Linked DNA regions of Zea mays: region 2 is linked to region 1. The links are chromatin contacts, called in public Hi-C maps. All regions are on one chromosome and are shown on one strand. The core of a region is the stretch at or near the end of the contact, and the rest is flanking DNA. Distances in the headings are between cores, read along the strand shown. Region 1 holds the start of LOC103645359. Region 2 has its middle 29 kb from the start of LOC118476139.

Evidence for each region. Hi-C and Micro-C count contacts between places; a contact is called where the count stands out from the background.
Region 2: a contact with region 1 is called in a Hi-C map of ear, with 2.6 times the contacts expected there. The contact joins the enhancer-like site here to the promoter of LOC103645359 in region 1. A contact is called at or near these places in 2 of 25 Hi-C or Micro-C datasets (ear and tassel).

What each region holds. Positions count from the first base shown.
Region 1 is chr1:238,230,912-238,233,611 of Zm-B73-REFERENCE-NAM-5.0, forward strand. LOC103645359 reads right to left here and starts at 1,347. Exons shown (of 3, transcript XM_023300942.1): 1 at 1,054-1,347; 2 at 1-973. The coding sequence starts at 1,347.
Region 2 is chr1:238,536,789-238,539,488 of Zm-B73-REFERENCE-NAM-5.0, forward strand. No RefSeq gene overlaps it. Among protein-coding and RNA genes, the nearest start is that of LOC118476139, 29 kb to the left of the region's middle. Within about 2 kb of position 1,448, at least 12 of the 20 cell types and tissues checked have an H3K27ac peak or open chromatin away from gene starts, as enhancers often do. A contact at or near this core is called in ear and tassel, where this site is marked.

The DNA of each region.
Region 1 (2,700 bases), core at 97-2,596:
GCGGCTTCATGGCGTCCTCCGCGAGCCCCTTCACCAGCCACGCCGGGCTGGCGAGCACCTCGCCCCACTCCTGGGCGCTCGCGTCCCGTGTGGTCAGGACGCCGGCAACAGCCTTGATCGCCAACGGCACACCGCCGCACTTATCGGCTATCCCGTGGCCCACGCCCTTCAGCTCAGCGGCTGTAGCCTCGTCAGCTACAGAGGCCGCCGCGCGAAGCAGCAGCCAGGCACCGTCGCTGTCCAGCCTCTTGATGCGGTGGACGTGGCGGGCGCCCATCTCCCGAGCAATGCTGCCGTGCCGCGCCGTGACCACCACCTTGCTGCCGCGCCCAGCGCGCTGGAGCGGCCTCCTCAGCACGCCCTCCCACACCCCGCCGTACCGCGCGTCGTCCAGCACGAGCAAACACCTCTTCCCCTCCACCAGCCTGGCCAGCGCCTTCTCGAGGTCGGCGAAGCTCTCGCCGCCCGTCGTGTCGCCGCCGCCGAACGAGTCGACGACCTGGGAGAGCAGGCCGGCCTCGCTGTACTCCCTGGGAACGCGCAGCCACGACCTCGCCGCCCCGAAGCCGAGCCGTATCCTCTCGCTGCCGTACACCTTCCTGGCGAGCGTGGTCTTGCCGATCCCGTCGGGGCCGACAATGGCGACGATCGTGCAGCCGGTTTCCTCGCCGTCCATCTCCGTCAGCAGCCCGACGAGCGCGGCCGCGTCGTCCTCGATCCTTGAGCCAACGATGCCGGCGCCCGCGGCCCGGGTCCTCTGAGGTTTGCGGAGCCTATGTGCCGCGCGGTCAGGCGCTGGGTGATGGTCGCCGCCGAGGGAAGAGCGGAGCTGAAGCCGACGCTTCTCCTTGAGGATGACCTGCAGCTTCCGGTTCAGGCTGTTGATGTGAGCCGCGATGTCGACACAGGAGGACACGTCCGTGTCCGTGTCCGTGTCGCAGCAGGAGGATAGCAGCCTAGGAAGAGGCGCCTGCTGAGCAGGAAGAAAGAAAGGAGCCGAGTCAATGGACGAACCTGCAACAACAACAGATCCTGCAGAACCGGTGATCGTACCTGCTTCTGTTGGTCGTGGGCCCTGCGCCGGCGTGCGGCGACCCTGCACCGGTCGACGGCCCCGTCCGCCTCGTAGGCGGCAGCCCGCACATTGGCCAGCCACCGCGCCGCGCCGTCGTCCCCGCACGCGGCCCGCGCCTCGGCGTCCCGCACCGCGGCGCCCACCCGCTCCAGCCTCGCCAGCAGCGCCTTCGCCTCCGTCGCGACGCCCATCCGCCGCGCCACCTCCCCCGTCACCAGCCCGCGCCACCGGACCGCGGTGTCCGGCACGAACGCGCTGAGCACCGCGGCCATGGCTCAGCCGTCACGAGACCGACCAACAGGGCGGCGGTTACGGCCCCCGGATCTCTCGCGGAGAAGACTAGTCGGTCGTTGTGGATGTAGATTAGAAAAACAAGATGTAGCAGTTTCTCGAGAATCAAAACGAGAGAAGCGACGCCCGCCGGCCGTCGTTCAACGTGCGTCGGTCAGAATGTGATCACGTCCCGGCAATCTTATATTAGTATTGGATAAGGCAAAATGTGTATATTATTAGAGGTATATATATAAGGACGAAATGGTCTCGTCATCTTGATAACAGCTAGTAGACCAGAGAATCTTTTCGCGACTGAATCTTCCGGCGGCGCGCCGCGCGCGTGTATACGCACGTAACGTGTATGTCGTCCGCTGATGTGAGATCTCGTATTGCTTTTTATAGAACGTTGCAAACTTGCAATCGAACAGTTCGTGTCAACCACGGAACGCGTTTAATTAAAGAGACAGAGATAGAGGGCAGGGCTGTCGCCTGCCGGCTGTCGCGACAGACGGTGTGCGCTTTGAAAATGCGGCTTGTACAGCGAGCGGGCTGTGTGCAGGGCCGTAGCGGAGGGTGCGACCGCAGGCGCCTAAAAAAACAGAGGGTCTCTTGATCATTGGACACTAGCAATTTTTCTTGTTAAACATATTTATTCTAAGCACAAATACGCAAAGAGCCCTACACTATCGACCAGTTTCGTTTAAATTGTTAAACTAATGTCTCAATTACTTATCGAATACTTAATCCGTTTCAAAATAGTATTTTTTAGTTTTTGATTTTTATGTTTATATTCAACTGTATAACGATGAATCCACTAAAGAAGTAAAACAAATTCTATTTTGATATAGAGAGAGTTTTATTTACTATACATATGATGGTTGCATCGATAGAGAGAAGCTTTTTTAAATTGAAATATTTTTGTGAATTATTTATGGTCAACAATAACTCAATAGAGGTTAAATAGCTTGTCGATTCTATATATCGAAAAAAGTTGTTGGATGAGATTGATCTCAATAATATAAGCGATGACTTTGTATCACAAAATGTTAATAAATATTTTTAATGATATCAGATAACAAGTAAGTGTTTTCGCTATATTTTACATTTGTTATCTTCTAACATCAAAACATTGCATAATAATTTTTATATATTAAATATTCGATACTACATGTATAATTATATATATTTGTGTGTGTATGGACTTTCATATCGGATTTCGCACTGGTACCCAAAAATTAGGAACAGCCTGTCTGTGTGGTGATGACATGGTCTGATGGGTCGGGTTTAATTAAGATGGACGAGATGCTGGCCGTCGTTGAACGGAAGCCGGAGGAGGGGCTGAGTCGGATGGC
Region 2 (2,700 bases), core at 198-2,697, 310 kb after region 1:
GAGCCGAGTTCTGGCACTCCGCAAAGAATTTTCTTTGCTGAGTGCCCCCCGTTTGACACTCGACAGAGCAAGCTTTGTCGAGTGCCCCCGTTGGACACCCGGCAAAAAAGCAGTGGTCTCAGAACTCAGCAAAGTCCTGCTCTCGGTAACGACGGCGTTTGCCGAGAGCAGGACTCTCGACACAGGAATACACTCGACGAAGGGCGGCTCTCGGCAAAGGGTCGTCAGCCGCCGTCTAAAGCTGACGGTTGTTACCTTTGTCGAGAGCCGAGTTCTGGCAGTCCGCAAAGAATTTTCTTTGCCGAGTGCCCCCCGTTTGACACTCGACAGAGCAAGCTTTGTCGAGTGCCCCTGTTGGACACTCGGCAAAGAAGCAGTGGTCTCAGAACTCAGCAAAGTCCTGCTCTCGGTAACGATGGCGTTTGCCGAGAGCAGGACTCTCGATACAGGAATACACTCGGTGAAGGGCGGCTCTCGACAAAGGGTCGTCAGCCGCCGTCTAAAGCTGACGGCCGTTACCTTTGCCGAGAACCGAGTTCTGGCACTCCGCAAAGAATTTTCTTCGCTGAGTGCCCCCCGTTTGACACTCGACAGAGCAAGCTTTGCCGAGTGCCCCCGTTGGACACTCGGCAAAGTATATTTTTATTTTTATTTTGCCAACCAAACTTTTTGCGGTATGTTTCTACACTATGTAGACCTACATGTACCATTTTATGACAATTATAAAAGTGTTTTCTATAACTATTAGATTTAGTTCGTTTATTTGAATTTCTTTGAAAAAATTCACATTTGAACTGCAAGTCACTTGAAACTTGGAAAATATGAATTATTCGAGGAAATACAATTAAACGAACAAAATCTAATATTTATAGCAAACACTTTTATAATTGTTCCAAAAATGGAACATGTAGGTCAACATAGTGTAGGAACAAACCACAAAAAGTTTGGTTGGAAAAAGAAAAAAATGAAAATAAACTTTGCCGAGTGTCAAATAAAGCACTCGCCCGGCCCAACACTCGGCAACGTACCATCTCTGTCGAGTGTCAGCGTCTTGCGCTCGGCAAAGGTAACGACCATCAGCTATAAACGGTTGCTGACGGTTCTTTGCCGAGCGTCACACTTCGCCGAGTGTTTAACATTCGGCAAATAAGTGTTTGCCAAGTGTCTGGCTATGCCAAGTATGCTAACCTCGGTAAAGGTAAAAGTTGCGGGTATTACCGGTATCGAGAGTCTTTATTTGCTGAGGGTGGCACTCGATAAAGCCGTCTTTGCCGAGTAACCGACAAAAAATAGTCGGCAAATAGTCGGATTCGGTTCATGCATCAACAGCGCTCGGACGCTCGGTGACTCAAGTCGACCAGCTGGCGCGAAGACACAGTGCGAGCACTACGTACGTACAGTTAGGAGAATATATCTGCCGCAGGATTAGCTGAGAGATGGGATTGTCATTGTCAACAGGTTGGTGTCGTGCAGTTATGATGCAAGCACGCACGTACGCACCAGTAGCAGCAGTACTCCATATGGTGCCGCCATGCATGTTGATCTCTGTGATTCGACCGACCCTCAAGTAGCTGCAAACCACACATCCAACAACTGCGGCCGCTATAAAGGCGCGACGACGACGTGACAAAGCCATGCGATCGACATGTGCATGCCACGCGCGCCGAGCAGCGGCCCGTTCTTCTCCTCTTCCAACGCAAGCACTGCCACCCCTTCAACTCGGCACACCCGAGCCAGTGCTTTGCATACTAATCTTCAATTTTCCACACATCAACCGTACGTGCTACGTAGGAGCCATGGTCGTTGCGGTTTCTTCACGACTTGAGCCGAGAGATCTAATTAAAATGAAGACGACGACAGCAAGGGCCCCATTGCACGGGGTGTGATGAGTGACCTCCATGGATCTACATACAAAGCATGTTGCTAGCTAGCAGCTACTTGCAAGTTATTGCAACAGCAACCTCTGCTTGAGAGCTCCAATCCATGTCTGAAACAACAACAACAATTAACCACTATATATATTATATATGGTCGCATTATTGCACCCGACCCATCAACTATTGCTGCATCTATAATCCTTGAGGTACTCTGTTAACCCAGTAGTCGCGTACTGTATTGCCATATATGCATCAGTTAAATACTCTCTCCGTTCATGAGCTTTTAACATACACTGTTCCTTGAATTAAAAGAAAAAACCATATGACCCTTTTTTTCCCGGTCCTTGGAGAGGTCCGATACGTTGCAGGAATTTCTTGGATGATATGGAATCTTGAGTCTGTCATATCAAAGCATAATGCGTGTTAATTTCTCCCGTACGTACGTGGTCTCCTGTCGAACCTAGGACCTGTATGACGATGATGATCAAATTATTGGATGAGTAGTAACCAGTAGATCGAGGAGGACAGCTTAAATTTGTTGTTTGAGTCTCTCTCTTGGAGCTATAGCCAGTCCAAATCGCCAGCTATCATCTGTTTGCGAATTCCGTTGGCAGTTGCATTGGTAGCTGAAACCTAAATGCTGGTGCTGGAACCTAGCTAGCTATTAAGACGCCTCCTTTGCCAGTAGTACGCAAACTACAATCAATCCCCTATGGGGAAAAAAAAAGCCAGAGAGAGAGCTGTGATTCACGAGTTAATGAAGAAATAGCCATAGCGAATATCTGAGCCAATCACACCACGCCTAAAGCTCTAGTGTTCGGTT